Regions from separate parts of the Mus musculus genome. Here region 1 is linked to region 2. Evidence: chromatin contacts called from public Hi-C data. All regions are on one chromosome and are shown on one strand. The core of a region is the stretch at or near the end of the contact, and the rest is flanking DNA. Distances in the headings are between cores, read along the strand shown.

Evidence for each region. A called contact is a pair of places that touch in the nucleus more often than the background predicts.
Region 1: a Hi-C map of embryonic stem cells shows a contact between it and region 2, with 1.4 times the contacts expected there. The contact joins the enhancer-like site here to the promoter of 9530053A07Rik in region 2. A contact is called at or near these places in 6 of 39 promoter capture datasets (embryonic stem cells, hippocampal neurons, liver and 1 more), 1 of 15 datasets of contacts at CTCF or cohesin (pro-B cells), 16 of 484 Hi-C or Micro-C datasets (the AML12 cell line, B cells, the G1E-ER4 cell line and 8 more), 2 of 115 datasets of contacts at active chromatin or transcription factors (both in embryonic stem cells) and 3 of 9 other capture datasets (adipose tissue, liver and pancreatic islet).

The regions. Positions count from the first base shown.
Region 1 is chr7:28,207,773-28,210,686 of GRCm38.p6, reverse strand. No RefSeq gene overlaps it. Among named protein-coding and RNA genes, the nearest start is that of Dyrk1b, 29 kb to the right of the region's middle. Within about 2 kb of position 1,601, at least 154 of the 459 cell types and tissues checked have an H3K27ac peak or open chromatin away from gene starts, as enhancers often do. A contact at or near this core is called in the G1E-ER4 cell line, the P5424 cell line, adipose tissue and 5 more, where this site is marked.
Region 2 is chr7:28,128,101-28,130,800 of GRCm38.p6, reverse strand. It overlaps 9530053A07Rik (RIKEN cDNA 9530053A07 gene), which reads right to left and starts at 1,335. Exons shown (of 20, transcript NM_001164655.1): 1 at 1,319-1,335; 2 at 923-979. The coding sequence starts at 977. It also overlaps the pseudogene Gm21925.

The DNA.
Region 1 (2,914 bases), core at 352-2,851, 80 kb before region 2:
AATGTAGGATTATATGTGTGAGCCACCGTACATTTTCTGCTCACTTTTCTCTGTCCACTACTGGCGCTCCCACAAAGAGAATTTGTAATTCATATGAATGGATTTGTTCATTTTTTTCATATTCTTTTCTCTCTCTGTTCTTTATACTACATAATTGCTACCTTGAAGTTTGAATAACACTTTCCTGTTATTTTTGGATCGACTGTTGCTTCTCTAGGAAACTTGTGTGCTGGCTAAAGAAGCTCCATTTTAGGCTAGGTATCCATCTTGGTATTCAGTAGCCATTTGTCTCCGACTCCAGTCCCTGGAAGTTAAGTTCCCATAACTCTGTGATGCTCGCCCAAAGTGTACAGCCATGGCGAGCTGCTCATCATGATATGACTGACTGCTTTGTTTTGCTTCTGTAACTTCCTTACACAGATACCAAAGATTGTTCTGAGTCGCCTTAAGCGCTCAACTTTGTAGAATTGAACAGTTTTTTGCTTGCTTGTGTAGATATTGAAGGTCTGCATGTGGCTTTCCCCTTATTTATTTATTTTTAAGATTTATTTATTTTATCTTATGTATGCGAGTACACTGTAGCTGTACAGATGGTTGTGAGCCTTCATGTGGTTGTTGGGAACTGAATTTTTTTTTAGAAACTTTGCTCACTCCGGTTATTCCCACCTACTCAGTCCCTGCTTGCTCTGGCCCAAGGATTGATTTATTATACATAAGTATAATAAATTAATATAATAAAAGGATTGATATTATATATAAGTACACTGTAGCTGTCTTCAGACACTCCAGAAGAGGGCGTCAGATCTCATTACCAGTGGTTGTGAGCCACCATGTGGTTGCTGGGATTTGAACTCCAGACCTTCGGAAGAGCAGTCAGTGCTCTTACCCACCGAGCCATCTCGCCAGCCCAGCCTTCCCCTTTAAAAATCCTTCTCCACCTCCTATGTTTTTGCAGTTAGTCGAAAAATCTTAGCCCGGCATGGTGGCGCACACCTTTAATCTCAGCACTCAGGAGGCAGAGGCAGGCGGATTTCTGAGTTTGAGGCCAGCCTAAAATCTTTTAATTATAATGGACTGTGTCTCTGGTCTTTTCCCAGGGCTCACAAACTTGGACTTGACTCTGTTTTATTTTTTGAGCCCCACGTTTGCACATTTGTTCTATTTTTAACATTTTATATATTTTTTTAAGATTTGTTTTGTTTGGGTGTGTGTGCGCGTGCGTGCACGTGAGTGCACATGTGTGACTATGTGTATCTGAATACAGATACTCACGGAGGCCAGGGACATCAGATCCCCTGAAGTTAGGTTCTGAGTAGTGAGCTTCTCCGTGTGGGCCCTGGGAACTTCAGCTCTGCAAGAGCAATGTGCACAATCTCTAGCCCTGAGCAGGACACACTCTTAGCTGCTCGACCGTCTTTCCAGCCTCTTTAAAGGTTTGTCTTATCGTCAATTATGGGAAGTGGAGGTTTCTGGTTTCTTTGGAGATTCAGTTGTGTCACGTGGTGTTTCTTCTGGCGCTGTTGTGTGAGAGAATGTTTTGCTGAAGCAGATGCTTGAGAGAGCGCATGACGTTTGGAAAGAGTGTAAGTAGAACCCACAGTGAGAGCATGCGCAGTTCCGTTGCAACACCGCATGCGCAATGCTTTGCTGCTCCTCGCTGCTCTTCACTTTGGAGAGAGAAAAGCGCCAAAGAACTTCTCATGAGTGATTTCTTGCTGCTTCCGCTGACTCCCGCCGATTCGGTGGCTGGATCTGCTGGATCGAGTCACTGCTACTCATTCGTGTTTGGTGTTTGGGCTGGACTGCTGATAACCTGACCACAAAGATTGGAATCACCCCAAAGAACTACTTCTAATCAGGTCCACAGCCCCCGTTTCCTAGCAACCTCTTTCTCCTCTAACCTCTGGTTGGGGTGCTAGAGGGCAGGTTGAAGTGTTTAAGAACCATAAATAAAATAGGTTTAGGAAAATCTAAGCCTACAAATTTTATGTGTCTCCTGGCTTGTCTCTATGTGGAGATGTGCAAGTAAGCACAGGCATTTGAAAATGCCCGAGGGTGTTGGATCCCCTGGCACTGCGGTTACAGTGCTGTCACCCATGCGAGTGTTGGAAACTGCACGTGGGTTCCGTGGTAAAGCAGTCTGCACTTTGAGTTTCTAGGCAGTCTCTCCAGGTCCCCATCTGTTCTATTTCCTAATGTTTCTTTATTGTTACTCTGGACTTGATCACATTTTCTTTTTACTATTTTATCCATTTAAAGAACCTTAAACACTGTTTAAGATGTACAGCTATTCTGGAACTCAATCTGGCTGTTTCTCAGAAAACTGGAAATAGTTCTACCCGAACACCCAGCTATATAGCTCCTGGGCACATACTCAAAAGATGCTCTACCATACCACAAGGACAGGTGCTCCACTATGTTCATAGCAGCTTTACTCATAAATGCCAGAAACTGGAGACAAGTCAGATTTCCCTCAACTGAAGAACGAATAAAGCAAATGTGGATCTTTTACATAATGGAATACTATTGAGTGATTAAAAACAAGGACATCAGGCTGTTGAGATGGCTCAGCGGTTAAGAGCACTGACTGCTCTTCCATAGGTCCTGAGTTTAATTCCCAGCAACCACATGGTGGCTCACAACAATTTGTAATGAGATCTGACACCTTCTTCTGGCACTTCCGAAAACAGCTACAGTGCACTTATGTATAGTAATAAATAAATCTTGTGTCAGAGTGAGCAGGGCTGACCGGTGCGAGCAGAGGTCCTAAAAATTCAATTCCTGTCCGGGCAGTGGTAGCGCACACCTTTGATCCCAGCACTTGAGAGGCAGAGGCAGGTGGATTTCTGAGTTTGAGGCCAGCCTGGTCTACACAGTGAGTTCTAGGACAGCCAGGGCTATACAGAGAAACCCT
Region 2 (2,700 bases), core at 86-2,585:
GTCAACCCTGAAGAAAACGCAGTTGTGGGTCCAGCTACCTAGTTCCTCCCCGTTACAAACCCAGCCCCTGGGCCTTCCTGAGCACCAGTTGAAGTAATTCTCCCTATGCTTCCATGTCCTTCCTAACGTATGCAGCATCCACCTCCGAGCCTTCCTGGCTTTGGCTGCCCCAAAGCCTGAGCACCTTGTACAGGGCTCTTGAACTCAGACACTGCAGGGTCAGACGAGGGACAGAACGGTGTGAGACAGTCCAGGTGGTGACTGTAGATGCCAAAGCAGCATACTCACCTCGAGTAAGGTGCCACTGTTTTTGTTTTTGTTTTTTTTTTTTTTTTTTTTTTGCTGACTGCACTTATGGTTTAGTAACTAAGTATCCCTGGCTGATCTAGAACTCACTCTGTAGATTAGACTGGCCTCAAATGCACAGAGATCCACCTTCCTCTGCCTCCTGGATGCTGGGATAAAACAGCAGCTTGCACCACCATGCCTGGCTGTGGTGATTTATTTTTGATGCTACATTTTCTACTTTTCTGATGAAACTGGTTGGTTAGCCGACTCTTTACATGAAGTCTGAGACCCCACACCCCCTTTAAAGTCCTGTGAGAGCATACACTCTGACCGGATTCAGTTGCTGGTATGATTCCTGTTTTAATAGATCTTGGTGCAAGATGATGAAGGGAAGTTGAGGATCATGGAAGTTTAGACAGAATCACGTAACAATCGAAGCAGGTAGACTCTCAACACTCCAAACATGGAGTGGGGGCTCCCACCTCATTTCTTGCATGTTCTCACTTCCACTGCAGCCTGGGAGGGGCTGGGACAGGGTTTATGAAAGGTTTACAAATGAAAGATGCCGACCCAGGCAGGTCAGTTTCCCATGGTCCAAGGCCCCAGGACGTGGATGAGGTTCAATCTGACTTACCCCATAGGAGGGTTGCTCCAGCCCAGAGTGCCCAACAGCTCCACAGGGATCCCATATCTGCAGCAGGGAGAGATGGAGGCTCAGATAAGGCTGTCCTACTGTCCTGTTGGAGACTGTCATGGAGATCACAAAAGGGGGCAGACCCAGCATAGTGGGTACTTGGAGGCAAGGAAGGCTGGGGTAGGGACAGAAGTTGGGTGGATAGGACCAGGTGTGAGCAGGCTGTGGGGAGCTGTCCAGTGTAGCAGGGAGTGAGCTAGAGGTTTTGAATCCAGGGAAATGGGTGGGAGAACTGGATATTCAGATGCCTTGAGGGGAAAGATAGGAGGTCTAGAAAGAAAGGCAAGAGAGGACAGTATCCATCCTACTTCCGTAGAGAGCCCCATCTCTTCTCACCTGCAGGTCCCGGAGCTGCGGGAACAGGCTGGGGACTGAGCTATATAGTCCCGTTTCTTGTTCCCTCGGGCCACACCATTGGCCATCTTCCAGGCAGATGGTGCCAGCTTCCTGGAGGAGGCTGCTGATATCAGGCCAGAGGGAATAGTGAGTCCTGAAGTCTTGTGAAGGGCAAAGGATAAGTCTACAGCCTGTGTTCTGAGATGACTGTGAGATCAGATGGTGGCTGCACCCCAGGAGCTATGGAAAACTCTGGTCTTGAAAGAGTGCTGTCTTTAGAGGGACAGCTGGAGAGTAGTGTGCCAGTGGACTGGGTTCCCTGAGCAAGGTAATGGGGATCGGAGGGTGATGTAGCATTGGTTATGTTTGTTGGCTTCCTGGCCAGATTCCGATCTTTAGTCCTTACTTATAACAATATCTAAAGGTCCATATCCGGGTTCTGGCTCCTTACAGTCCCCATGGGCTGATCCCTGGTCCGAAGCCACCCACATCTTGTTTCTAAATACCAGTGAGTATAGTTTTCTAGGGATGTATAGTCTGAGGCCCTGGCTTTGAGTCTTGTGTAGGGCATGATGTTCCAATCTCAGAAAATTATTTGGTTTGGTATTTGAGATATCCCCTAACCCATCTCTCTCCATGAAGAAGGGACTGGCTAATCTTGGGGTGAATATATGCCTTCCTCTCACCTAATCGAGAATTTTCTTAAGATATGATATGGAACATCAGGGTGCAGAAAAAGTAGCAGAGGGAATTTGAGCTTTCTGGGATATAGTCAGTGACTCCCAAAAGGCCAGTACAAACCATGACATTATTGGTTGAATCTGAAATGTCTTCCCAGGCTATTGTATTTTAACATGTGGTTGTCAGTAACCAGTAACTTTGTGAAGTTGTGGAATAGGAGGTTTCGGACATAAGGCCTCATAAATAGAAGCAAGCTACTAGGGTCAAGCCTCGCAGGTTATACATGTCCCTGCTTCTGTCCTGCTCTGATTCTTGCTTGCTTGAGGTGACCAGCCACCCATGCTCCTGCTTTGGAGGGAGTCACTCCAGCCATGATGCCCCATGATAGACTGTACTCCCTCAAACCATGAGCCAAAAGAATTTCTTCTCTCATTACTTCTCTCAGGTGTTTTATCACAACAAAGATAAATGTTACAGATACAGAAAATTGGTCCAGAGAAGATCAGGTTTTAGTGTAATTAAACCTGACCATGTGGTTCTTGTGCTTGTGGAAGGATTTTGGGGGTGGTAGCTGAGCATATAGGGCTAATGTGATGGAAAAATTTGAAGTTGGCCAAAATGCCAATAGAAATGTGGACAATAGAGACTTGGGACAATAGAGACAATTGGGAATTGGGGTAAAGGCTATTTATGCTCCATTC